Linked DNA regions of Mus musculus: region 1 is linked to region 2. A link is a contact called in public Hi-C data. All regions are on one chromosome and are shown on one strand. The core of a region is the stretch at or near the end of the contact, and the rest is flanking DNA. Distances in the headings are between cores, read along the strand shown.

Region 1 (5,721 bases), core at 2,794-5,293, 590 kb before region 2:
CAGAGAGAGAGAAAGTCAGAGAGACTGTCACTATCAAGATGTGGGACCTATCTATCTCCACCTCTCTTGATGCCTCATACCCCAAAATTTAGAGTCTTAGAATTCTAAACCTAAACTAAAGGACAATTAAATAGGTGAACGGGCATGCGGCAAACTGTGAACTACCCAAAGTTTAAGGGGCCCAAAAGCTAAGACTTCTTGGAAGCAAGCCCACATATGATCTTAGAGGAACGGGCAGCTTTGGGGCACCATCCAGCCCACTGCTGTCCCCTAGGCTACCCTGTGACCCCATAATGGTGAAAGGCATACCTGGCCTAACTCTGAAGGAGACTCCATAACCATCCTTGGAGTTCCTGCCTCACCCGAGAGTTCTTATGCACATCTAACTGATATCTATACTTCCCACCCTCCACCCCCATGACCCAGCTAGACTGGGAAGGGCCAGCTTACCATAGAAGTGTCGTCCTCAGGCAGAGACCGAGGCGTGTAGGTAAAGTTGGCAAAGTTGGAGTCAATGGCGGCCACAGGTTGGATGCCATCGTGGAGAAGCTTGGTGTATTCATCATCAGAGACCTAGAGCAGGCAAGCCAGGCATGAGAAGATGGCCTCCTCCCTCTCTGGTGCTCTCCCATCAAATTTCCATGCAGATGCGGTATCCCTTGTCCAGCATACACCAAGCTGGATACTAACTCTCTATATATGCCACTGGAAAGATCACCACAGCACTGCAGCCCACATGCCTGTGCCCCCTGCCTATGCCCGGATGACCACATCCATGTCTGACAATTCTAGGCAAAGATAAAGAATGCTGGTGTGTGGGCTGGAGAGATGGCTCAGAGGTTAAGAGCATTGACTGCTCTTCCAGTGGTCCTGAGTTCAAATCCCAGCAACCACATGGTGGCTCACAATCATCTTTAATGAGATTTGATGCTCTCTTCTGGAGTGTCTGAAGATAGCTACAGTGCAGTTACATATGATAAATAAATAAAATCTTTCTTTTTTAAAAAAAAAAAGAATGCCTGTTTGTGATACTCCAATGCCTGGTAGCTAGCCTTTCACAGACACCAAGTCTATCAGTTTGTCTCTCGGGGAGAGCCTTCTAGTATCTAATCGCAATCCCACATACCACTGCTTTGTGCCTGTTCCCAAAGTTTGGGACACAGATGAGAGGAGATGACCCAGTAAACAGTGATTGTCATATGCTCTAAGCTAAGACTTGAGGTAGCTCTTCTGATCCAGGCCTGGTAATGGGACTGGGGTACCAGTAATTAAGATCATGCAGGGGTGCACGGCCACTGCATCCAGACAGTGGCAGGGGAAAGCCCTGAGCAAGGTTTTCAGCTTTCAGGGATTACCCAAGTCGGGCATACTCTCTGGATGTGGGGTGGGGGTAGCTGTCCGAACCAAATTTTCTCCTGAGTGAAAGCCTGTTGGCTGCCTTCACATCAGGCTAAGAAAAAAGCTTGAGAGAGGATTATGGGTAAGTTGGGGAAGCCCTCTAGGTAGAGCAGAGGCCAGGTATTGGTGTGGGTCTGTTTTCCCAGTCTCAAGAGCCAGCAATAGCCAAGCTTAGCCTGGACCTGGGTTGCAGAGGATTCTGGGAGTCAGAGAAGACATGTGGAGCAGGTGCTCCCAGACCCTAAGATGTACAGAAGCTCCAAGCAAGCCTCACCTTCATATGATACATCATCATCTCATTGGCCAGGTGGCTGCGGTATTGGGCTTCATTCACCTTTTTGTATAGGAGAGACTGAGGAGAGAAAATGGAAAAGATGGGGCTGGAGCTGAAGGCTGTGACATCCTCAGAATGCCTGGAACTGGTACAAACGGGTCAGGCTGCAGAAGTTCTCCTTCCTCTCCCGTTGGGGGCCCAGTATAAGCCATTAGCAATAGCCCAGTGTTCAGGCCCCACCCCGATGCTAATCCCAGCTCTCTTACTGGCCTTCCCCAGTTTCTTAACACCTGAGGCACTTTGTCCCCTGAACTTGGTAGCCCTTGGAGGAGAAGATCAGAAAGCAGGGATTAACTCGGGTACTTAGGTTGGATTTTCAGGCTAGAGATGCCAAAAGTATGGAGAGAAAGATCCAACGTTTGCTACAAAGATACGGACTAGTAGATTGGAGTTGCTGGGGTGGGTAGGGAATCTTACCAAGAGGGTTTTCTATGTGTGTGTTAGGGTTTTTGTTTGTTTAGACAGTGTCTCTCATGTAGCTCAGGCTGGCCTCCAACTTGCTAGGTAGCCAAGGTTTTGAACTCCACCCTCCTGCTACTCCCTCTCAAATCCTAAGGTTATAGGCCCATACTATCACGTACTACCATATATATACCCATCTAGCCCAGCAGAACTAGGTGGGGTTTTGATTTGTTTTGTTTCTTTTCCTTTCTCTTTCATGATCCTCAGAAGCTGGTTGGACAGGACCAGAAATAGTATCCCCAGCTTTGCATGCTGAACGACTAGAGGCAGCCAGCATGTATGGCGGGCTGCATAGCATCCCGCTCGCTGGGATCGGAGCCCTGAGCATAGACAGGCCAGAGCGAAGAAAGCAGATGTGGGGGATAGAAGAAGGACACCCTCCCCGCCCCAGTAGCGCTCCCTCACGTGGGCGATGCTGATGCCACAGTAGATGGAGAAGGCTGTGGCCAGGTCCTCATCAAACTTGCTGAACCATGGCCCATTGATCTTGTTCACTAGCTCAGCCACACCAATGACCTCTGGGAAGAGAGAGAAAATGGGAATCGCTGGTGAAGGGGTCCAGTGAGACCTGCCTTCTCCTAACTCCTCTGGAAGAAATGGCTCAAGACTAGACAATCCCTGGCTCTTTAGGTTCCGACCCTAGAACCACTTTCCCCTAGTCCCCGCCCCGGCTCCACCCCCGTACAGCCCCTTCAGGCCCCGCCCCTGGCCACCACGAGTCGGCACCCTGGTTCTCGTTCTTGATAGGGAAGCAGAGAATGTTGCGCGTGCGGAAGCCAGTGCTGTCATCTACGCCGCGATAGAAAAGCGGATGGGCATATGCATCTGGGATGTTCAGGATCTGGCCCGTAGTCGCCACGTGGCCCGCGATGCCTTGGTCCGCCGGGATGCGGATCTCATAACTCTGCCCAAACAGGGATGGAATAGAAAGCAAGAAGTTAGCCTGCCGTATAGACACTTTTCAAATGTGGCTTTTCCCCCAGGTCCTCTTGCTTACTCCCGGACACCCTCCATACTCCCTCACCTCATCGTCCACAACGCCACCATCGAACACCTTGGCCACCAGCTCGTTCTGATCCAGCAGGAACACCGAGCAGCTGTGGAGAGAAGAGGTTGGTTCGTGGGGTTCTGACGCCTCTCGAACCACCACATATGGCTAGTGTAGCGATTACTGAGACCCTGGAAAGTGTCCTAAAGTGAGACACTCTCCTCGGAGCTGGACAATTCCAAACATCTCTCCATCTGCCTTTTATTTGTTTTGTATTGTATTGTTTTAAATTCCTACTAGGTTTCATAGAAACCCATGGCAAGCAAAGTTAGCGCTGTCCTGGCTGAAACAAGGGCCCAGGCAGAAGGAAATGTCAGATAAGAAGGTAGGGAGGGGGCAGAGGCGGTGAGGGCTGAGACTTCCCCTCCCGCACCACCCCACTTCTGCTCACATCTCTGCGTTGCTGAGGTTTCTGGCTTCCGTGATGATCTCCTGTAGCAGGACAGAGACATCATCTGGAGGAGGGGGAAGGAGAAGCACGTGAGACCTGAGGAATGCCAGGCAAGCATCTCTTCCACATCTCCTCCTCCCCAAACGCCTTGTGTGGGAGACACATCACTCACCCAGGTGGGTGAAGAGGTTCTTTGCCACTTGGAGAAGAGCCTGGGAAGGAGGAAGTGAAGATCGTAAAGATGGCCCGGGATGTTCTCATCCCTTCCCAAGTGCTCCTAGAGCAGGCTGGCAACTGACGTGCCTAATGAAACCCTTTGGGTACTAAGTGAAGGAGCTGGGGAAGAATAGTGAAGTTCTTGGGTCTCAAACGGCTGCCACCTTTGCCTCTGGCTGCCCAGATGTTGTGGTAGTGCCCGTGTTAGACACTAGAGGGCAATCACAGACAATGCCTAGAGCCCAGGGAAATACTGACCTCTCTCTCTTTAAGGGACTTCCAGGTCACTAGGTTACCCAGCCACAGTGCTGCCACTGGCCTAGATAACCCAGGCAGCATCACCCTCGTGGATAGCCTTCTGGGGCTGGCGCGCGCAGGTTCTTGGGAAAAGCTCAAGGCAGGCACTCACCTGGCACTCACACTTGAGCTTCTGCTCCTTCTGGAAGGCCAAGGTGCTGGTGAGCACCGTGCCTGTGTAGTGGAAGCAGTGTTGGATCACGTGTTCATCCTCATCTGTGAAGCTGGAAGTCGGGCTGGGGGTCAGCAGAGAGGACAGGGAAGATGGCCTTCTCGGCCCCTTTCTCCTTTCCTGCATGCTACCAGGAAGCTCCTATCTGCCAGCTAATGAAACTCTTCACACTGGGACTACACACCATGCCTTCTCCCCCTTCAGGCACAGAGCTCTAGGGAAAGCTCTGACTGCCCTCAGACCAAAATGTGGGTTCCTCCTCAGGCCACTGTTTATTTGAGGCAGGCTTATGTACATGTTGCTCAGGCTGGCCTGGAACTTCTAGGCTCCCGTGATCCTCCCACTTCAGACCCCCTAGAACCTGGGGCTATTGCCATAGTGCCATGACACCCCCACTCTCAAACTCACAAATCTCCTCCAAGCTTGTTGAAGGCGCAAGCCAGGGCCACCACCTGGTCAGTGGCTCGGCTGATGACAGGGACACACAGCATAGCCTGCAGCTCACAACCCAACATGTTTTGCAGCTGTTGCACATCGTCCTGCAGAGATGAAGGAACAGTGAGGAGGGGCAGTGTGCCTCTTCCCTAGCTCTCACCACACTCCGAAGCCCGTTATGGCACGAGGACAGGGTGTCACCAAGTCTGGGTCTTGTCTCCCCATCTCTAGGCTACCCCATTCCAAAGACACTGGGGCTTGAGCAAAGGGTTTCCCCCTCCCTCTCCCTTGGCTCAGCATGGCCATGGCTTACAGAGGTTAGGTCCTTCAACTGGATACACTGCTTGTCTTCCACCACCTGCCCCAGACGTCCCATGGTCAACTGGAAAGTGAAGAGAGACCCCGTTGGCCCAGCTCTCCCTGGGTCAACCCATCCTTGCCTTCCAAGTCTGGAAGTTTCAACAAACCCTTTGAACAGTTCAGGAATGGATGGAGCTGATGCTGAGAAGCAGAGGAGAGAAGTGGGGGGGGGGGGTTGGAGAGGGACGACTTGGTAATCAATAGTGAACTTGAGGGTTTTCCCTAACTAGAGAGTGATAAGCAGACCCCAAAGAGTCTCACTGATCTCAAGAGATTCTAACAGGTTCGTGTCTAGAAACACTCAAGCCTGTCTCATCTAAGGCTTCCTCTACGAGCTTGCTTCTACTAGAGTCTGATCATGAGAGACAGGGCTCCTTCGTAATTCTTCTAAGTAGCTCTCACGACCTGGACTGCTCCCACCAAGACATCTAGGTGGCCCCAGTTGCTAGGCCTTCCTGGTCCCTGCAGGCTCCAATGCTGAGGATGGAGATGGAACTCACTGGAAAGCTGACCTCTTCTCCCAGCACTTTGTCTCCAATGACCTGTGGGACCCAGGAATGGAGACAGGTTTATGGGAGGAAAGGCAGACACGGGTTGCCCCGCCTCAC
Region 2 (6,113 bases), core at 78-2,577:
GTAGCATTGGTTTCCTTTTGTCTTCTTTGAGTCGGTTCTGGAGATCGGCAGGCTTTTGCCGTAACCAACGTTACCCACGGGGCCATCTTGTTGGCCCAGAGAGGTTTTTGTTGTTGTTTTTAAACGTGGTCTAATTTATCAAGCCATTGTTTTCCGACTGTTGGCCTTGGAGCCCTGGTTAGACAGTCTCCCACCCCTCTGATGCCTTATGGTTTTTGTTTTACATCTCAGTGTTGGATCCACATGGAGTTTATCCTGCTGTGCAGTGGGAGATACGGCACCAACTCTGTTTGCTTCCTCCTGTGGCTGGTATTTTGAGCTGAGGAGTCATAGTTGTGTTATCTTCCTGAAAGGGGCTGTGAAGGTCTGTGGGGGAGTGAGGCTGTGACTTTTGAGGGTCAGGGACAGAAAGGATGAAGGAGCTGGAGTGGCACCAGAAGAATTCGGTGGCATTTGGAAGTGAGGGCACAAGTTGGCGTTACAGCATTCCAAATCCATCTGTGCTGTGTGACTCTGCAGAAGTTCCGCCACCTCTCTGAGCCTCCAGCATTGTAGCTGGAGGGGACCCTGGATAGCATCCTGACTGCTGGGCTGATGGGGAGGGAGGAGATGGGATGCAGAGGGTGGCTTGCTGGAACTTGTCGGAAGTACACGGAAGGCTGGCAGCCGAGCTCATTGTGTTCCTGGAGTGGGCAGGTGGGAAGGCCAAGGGGCGGGCGCCTGTTTAAAAATACCCACTGCAGCCTGGCACAGCAAGCCGGGAGGGGCAGGCCCTCTGCCCGCCCTCCAGATCCAGGAACGGCAAGGGTTACCATGAGCAGACACATTATACTCTGTCTCAGGAGAGCTCTTAGTCCAGCCGTCACCACCCTGAGCAGGCACCCTCATCCTCTCCAGAGACACAGAGATGCCAGAGTGTGGAGAGGTCACATCTCAGAAGCTAACTAACTCCGCCACTGCTGTGGACTTGGCTTTTGATTTCTAGTGAGTCCTTGTCCCTTGGAGTCCTAGTTATCTATCAAAGAGCACAGTTGGCCTCTCCCTGGCTGTCTCCCCCATCCATCAGAACAGAGAAGAGAGATCCTGGGAGCCATTCCTCACTCCCTTTATAATGGGGATACTGAGGCCATGGAGGGGCCTTGGATTGCCATCTCCTGCTTCTGGGCTTCTGGACCTTCCTCCCTGCCCCCAGCATGGCCTATACCAACTCCCCACCCCCACTCCAGGGCCCCAGTGGTCAAATTCCAGGGCTGCCATTGCCATGGCAACAACCAGCTCACAAGGCCTCTCCTCTGGGGTTTTCCACAAGGCCCTTGTCCAGGGAGGAGGCAGAAGGGCCTCCCACCCCTAGGGACTAGGGAGTCAGGAGAAGGCTGGGGAGGAGGTCAGGCCCAGCTGGTTTCTCGTTTGTTTTCCAAACAAGAAAATGGGAAAGGCCGTTAGGACTGCCAGCAGATAGTTGTCTGTTGAGGCACAGAGTGGGATGGACAGAGGTGACCATCTAGGCAGGGGCCTTGAGAGCCACAGAGAAAGCCTCCAACCTTACTTAGAGAATCACCCCCATAGAAAAACCCTAGACCAAACATTTTGGAATGGTAGGTGGGGGAAGATCCTCCCAACATCCCAGCCATTCTATTGGCCTTGGTAGTCTGAGCTGGTACCCAGACATTAGAGGGTCCAGCACATGTTGGCCCTTCCTCCATAGGGTAAGCTGTTCCCAGAGTACCAGTGGAGGGAGTGACTGAGCCCTTCAGTTCTGTGGGATGTGCAAGCAAGGACTGCCAGGGACTATTTTGGAGGAGGCTAAACTGGTCGTTCTTAGACATCTGCCTTTCAAGAGTCTCTTAGAGCCTTCTTCCTGATGTAACGATTCAGCCTTATTTATAACAGCCAGTATTTGTTGAGTGGCGTCTTGACTCCTGGTACTGTGCGAAATAAGTGCTTTCTAATCCCTGCATTATAGATGAGAAAAATCGAGGTACAGGTTGGTCTTCTGAGTCAGTCAGCCATCAAGAGTGTCCCTGGCTGTGTATTATTCTGTCCTGTTCCCATGCCCTAGGCCCCGCCTACCGTTGACATTCTGGTGGCTTCTTCCAGGTGTGTCCCTTTTCTCTCTGTCTTTATCTCTTTCTCTATCTTTATTTTTAGATGACATTGAGGCAATACAGTTTGTCGATAGGAGTGCCCTATGCTTTCATTTGATAATACAGTGGACTCCTTCTCTGTAACTTTTCAGAGGTCTTCCTAAGGGCCCATGACTCAGGAGCCCTCCCTTCCCTGTAGCTGGAGTTGACGCGGGCTGTGTAGGTAGAGTCCATGTGCGGAGAGCCCAGGCTGACACTCTCAGGCTAACCCCTGGCTGGAAGAAGCCCTCCTCCTGGCACTCTAGACAGATGTAAACTGTCCCAACTTTTCTACCCAGGGTCCCCTGGGGTGGAGTCCTGCCTGCTTGGCAGATCTTGCTTGGGTCGCCAGTGACACAAGGTAATAATAGGGCCCACCCAGGAGATTATTTTGAGGTTAAAGCCAACACCTGGGAGGTGCTTAGTCAGCAGAGAGTGGAATCCCTCCACAGATAGACCTGCTATTTTTAGATCTTTGCTGTCTTCCTGTCCTTGGGCTCTGTAAAGTTAAGTGATTTATCCAAAGTCCCAGCCACTTAGTGGTCAGTGGCTGCAGGAGGATTCGGGTCCAGCCCACTGCCTAGTCTTGAGAACCCAGCAAGTCACGACTTGCGCTGAGTCTCAGTGTTGTCACTGAGTTGATATGGAGTCTTAGGAGACTTAGTGCTGCGCTGTTCTGCATACTCCATGGTACCGAGTAGACAGCACTGCCACTTTCTGTTGACAGCTACAAGTCTGGAGACTCTGAAGACTCAAAGCCAAAGCTTCAGGAGTGGTCCTCTGAGCCGTCAGGATGCCTTCCTAGGGTGGACTTTGGTCCTGGGACGTGAAGCCACCCCACTGGCTGACACTGGCTGACCTCAGATGAGCATCTTCTGGGAGCTTCTCTGTTCAGCTCTAGGGCTGCTCACTAATTGATGGGGAAAGCACAGAAGAGCCTAGAAGCACAAGCTGCTGGTGGTCAGCAGAAATCACATCTGCCAGTGTGGCCCAGGCCTAGTGGTGGCCCTTGAGCCCCCACTGGGAAGGAAGCAGAGCAAACTGGCCTGGTGTGATGACAGAAACTTCTGTCAGGTCTGGGTTGAGCCCGACACACTAGGGTTGATGTAACCACTTGGTAACAGTATACCCTGGAGGGCACGGTCGGAGTAAGGTGAGGTCACAGTATATCCCAGCTACGTGGGTACTTCTGGCCAAGTGAAGAGACCCTAAAACCCTGAGGCCCTACCGGACTATGGTGGTACACGCCTTAATTCCCAGGAGGCTGAGGCAGGCAGAGCTCTGAGTTCGAGGCCAGCCTGGTCAACAGAGCTAGCTCCAGGACAGCCAGGGCTACACAGAGAAACCCTGTCTCTTTAAAACAAACAAACAAAAAAACAAACAAGCAAACAAACAAAAAACCCCTGAGGTCCTGAGACATTCTGTGCTGGGAAGTAATACCATTCGTCCAGCAGAAAGGAATGGCGCCCGCTGAGTGGTGGCAGCTGGCAGCGCACACCTTTTTCCTGACACTTGGAAGGCAGAGGCAAGCAGAACTCTGTGGGAACTGGTCTAGAAAGTGAGTTCCAGGATAGGACAGGGCTACACAGAGAAACCCTGTCTCCAAAAAACCCAAATCACAAAACAAAGAGAGAGAAGGGTGTTGGTGGTGGGGTCTGCCCTACTGCCCTTTCATTTTAGGAGGTTGATCATAGACACCCGTGGCCTCCTCGCTGTGCCTATTCATCCTGCGGACACTTGCTGTCTTTGTCTCTATTCACACCTGTGTGCTGACTGTATGCCCTGGGGAAACGGCTCTAGGCCTTAGTGGTGCCTCCTCTATCCTGGAGCTCCCAGATCTTGTTACTGCCCCCTGGTGCCCGAGGTAGCGTCCTCATAGGTCTGTAGCATAATAAAAAGGATGGACTGATTTGGGAGTCACAACGGGGCAGTTGGTGGGGCAGTTGGCGCCTGCCCTGGCCTGAGGTGAGGTTGGTGAGGGAGGAGATTTAAGGCTCCCTGGAAAAAGCAGAGAATAGATTAAATGGGACTTGACCCAGCCAAGGGCAAGGTGCGTGTGGGGATGGACCCCGTGCTGAGGGCTGGGAGGGCACAGCAGCAGGCGGAACTCGGCCACCTCATTTCCCGGGGCCTTTGGTGGCCTGAGCAGAAGGGTTTCTGGCATTGTCTAAGTGGGGAAGATGGCGTCTTTTGGCTGCGGGCTTTGAGAGTCCCTAGGATTTATACACAGCCCAGTCAGGCCCTGTCCTTTATTCCCTGGGGCACTGGCCTGGGGCCGGCTTGGCCTTTCCCAGGGTGCCTGGCCCAAGGCCCAATGAATCATCTTCCGCCCTACAGGCAAGACACCCCATCTCTATCAACAGTGTACAAATGGAGCCCCCCGCCCCCATGTGCCTGGTCTGAAGAAAGGAGGGAATTGGAGGGGCTGGAATCAAACCCTAGAAACTTCCGTTCCCACGACCCTTCACCCCAGCCTCCCTCCGTACTACCAAGATGGGTGGAGATGGTAGGGAGCCATTCTTTGTAGAACAGCCACTGAGCTGTAGATCTGGCATGTTCCAGGTAGGGAAATAGACACTGAGGAAAGGTATTTACAGCTACATGAAGGTAGGAGTTGAAGTTCAGACCATGTGGGGCCCCGGCCGGCCTGGGTAGCATTCTGAACATGGTTTGGATATTTGAATTTTTAGAGCTGTTAGGGAAAGTCTCCTGGAAGTCAACACATCCTGGGGTTCCAAGCCAAGGCAGGGCACAGTCCTGTGTGCAGGACTGGCAGGGATATCCTAGGAGCCCCTAAAATACAAACTTAGAATACAGATTTGTTAGCATTCTCCTCCAAGGTCTCACACTCAGTTATGCCTGGCTCCTGACCTGTAAAATGGTGGCTACGGGGGAGAAGTGGGCAGAGAGGTTGAGTTCAGAGTGGACTGGCTCATCCGATGCTTTTCACGTCTGCTGAGGTCCGACTTACCCTCCAGCCCCCATCTCCTACTTCTGTTATCTGGGATAAGGAACTTTTCTTTTGAAACCTAGAAGATTCAGCTGTATCCTCTTGAAACTGAAAGGGGTGGAGTGACAGAAAAAAACGAAAAGAAAAAAACCCCACATTAAAAAAAAAAAAATCATGCAGTTAAATTCAAACCACATGCCCTACAATCCCAGTCCTGCAGGCCTCTGCTGCCACCTAGCAGTGCTTGGTGGAAGTGCAGTCCTAGAGCCCCAGCTTCCTCACTTGGGCTTCATCAGCCATGCCTTTCTCCCAGTATGACCTCAGTCACCCTCTGGGAACCTAGTGGGGAATTTAGAACCCTCTTGAACTTTCCCACCTCCTTCATCTGTTTACAGAAGGGGAAACTAAGTCACAGAGCAGGAAGGCCAGCCAATAGGTACATGTTATGTACCCAGTGTATGTCTAGTTTATACTCATTCCTGTTTGGATTATTCTTGTAGTCCTGGGGCAGGCAGACATTGAGACCTCCCTTCTGTTTCCATCTATGTCTTAGCCATCCAGGGAAACGAATACAGCTGTCAGCCCCACTTCCTAATTCAGGGTGCCCCAGGTTTGGCCTGACTTCTTATTTATGTGCCCTGCAACTTAGTGAAGTCTTTCAGCTGCTGATACGCCATTTGCTTGGGGTTAGATCTTAGCCTAGGTCACCCCACTGAAGTTCTCAGTACACATCCTGTAGGAACCGGTGTCTTTCCTAGACCACGGTGCTCCTGGGAGGTCAGAGAGGTGCTCCTGGATTCTGTTACTGTCTTGGCAAAGTATAGATCTGTAGTGTGTTGAAGACTGGACTGGGGAGTTATCACAGGGCACTCAGGGACAGTGTGAGGCCTACATAGGGCTGTGGAGAGAAATTGTACCTCAGGTCCCCATCGAGGACCTCGCAGTGTATGCTCTACCCCAGGTCTGGGATGGGCCAGGAGTGTTGTGGTCAGGGATTTTCTTCTAGGCTGAGAGATGGGCCAGCCGGGTTTAGCCATCAG

Evidence for each region. A called contact is a pair of places that touch in the nucleus more often than the background predicts.
Region 1: a contact with region 2 is called in a Hi-C map of stem cell-derived neural stem cells, with 6 times the contacts expected there. The contact joins two enhancer-like sites. A contact is called at or near these places in 5 of 39 promoter capture datasets (the C10 cell line, hippocampal neurons, liver and 1 more), 5 of 484 Hi-C or Micro-C datasets (B cells, the Ba/F3 cell line, the G1E-ER4 cell line and 2 more), 2 of 115 datasets of contacts at active chromatin or transcription factors (SST interneurons and large pre-B cells) and 1 of 9 other capture datasets (embryonic stem cells).

What each region holds. Positions count from the first base shown.
Region 1 is chr7:101,501,948-101,507,668 of GRCm38.p6, reverse strand. It overlaps Pde2a (phosphodiesterase 2A, cGMP-stimulated), which reads right to left. Exons shown (of 30, transcript NM_001143849.2): 10 at 5,614-5,655; 11 at 5,067-5,135; 12 at 4,727-4,857; 13 at 4,259-4,370; 14 at 3,806-3,845; 15 at 3,634-3,697; 16 at 3,219-3,291; 17 at 2,921-3,098; 18 at 2,600-2,712; 19 at 1,673-1,750; 20 at 451-573. Among named protein-coding and RNA genes, the nearest start is that of Mir139, 29 kb to the right of the region's middle. Within about 2 kb of position 4,043, at least 37 of the 459 cell types and tissues checked have an H3K27ac peak or open chromatin away from gene starts, as enhancers often do. A contact at or near this core is called in stem cell-derived neural stem cells, where this site is marked.
Region 2 is chr7:100,906,610-100,912,722 of GRCm38.p6, reverse strand. All of the region lies in intron 1 of Arhgef17 (Rho guanine nucleotide exchange factor (GEF) 17), which reads left to right. Among named protein-coding and RNA genes, the nearest start is that of Arhgef17, 22 kb to the left of the region's middle. Within about 2 kb of position 1,327, at least 84 of the 459 cell types and tissues checked have an H3K27ac peak or open chromatin away from gene starts, as enhancers often do. A contact at or near this core is called in stem cell-derived neural stem cells, where this site is marked.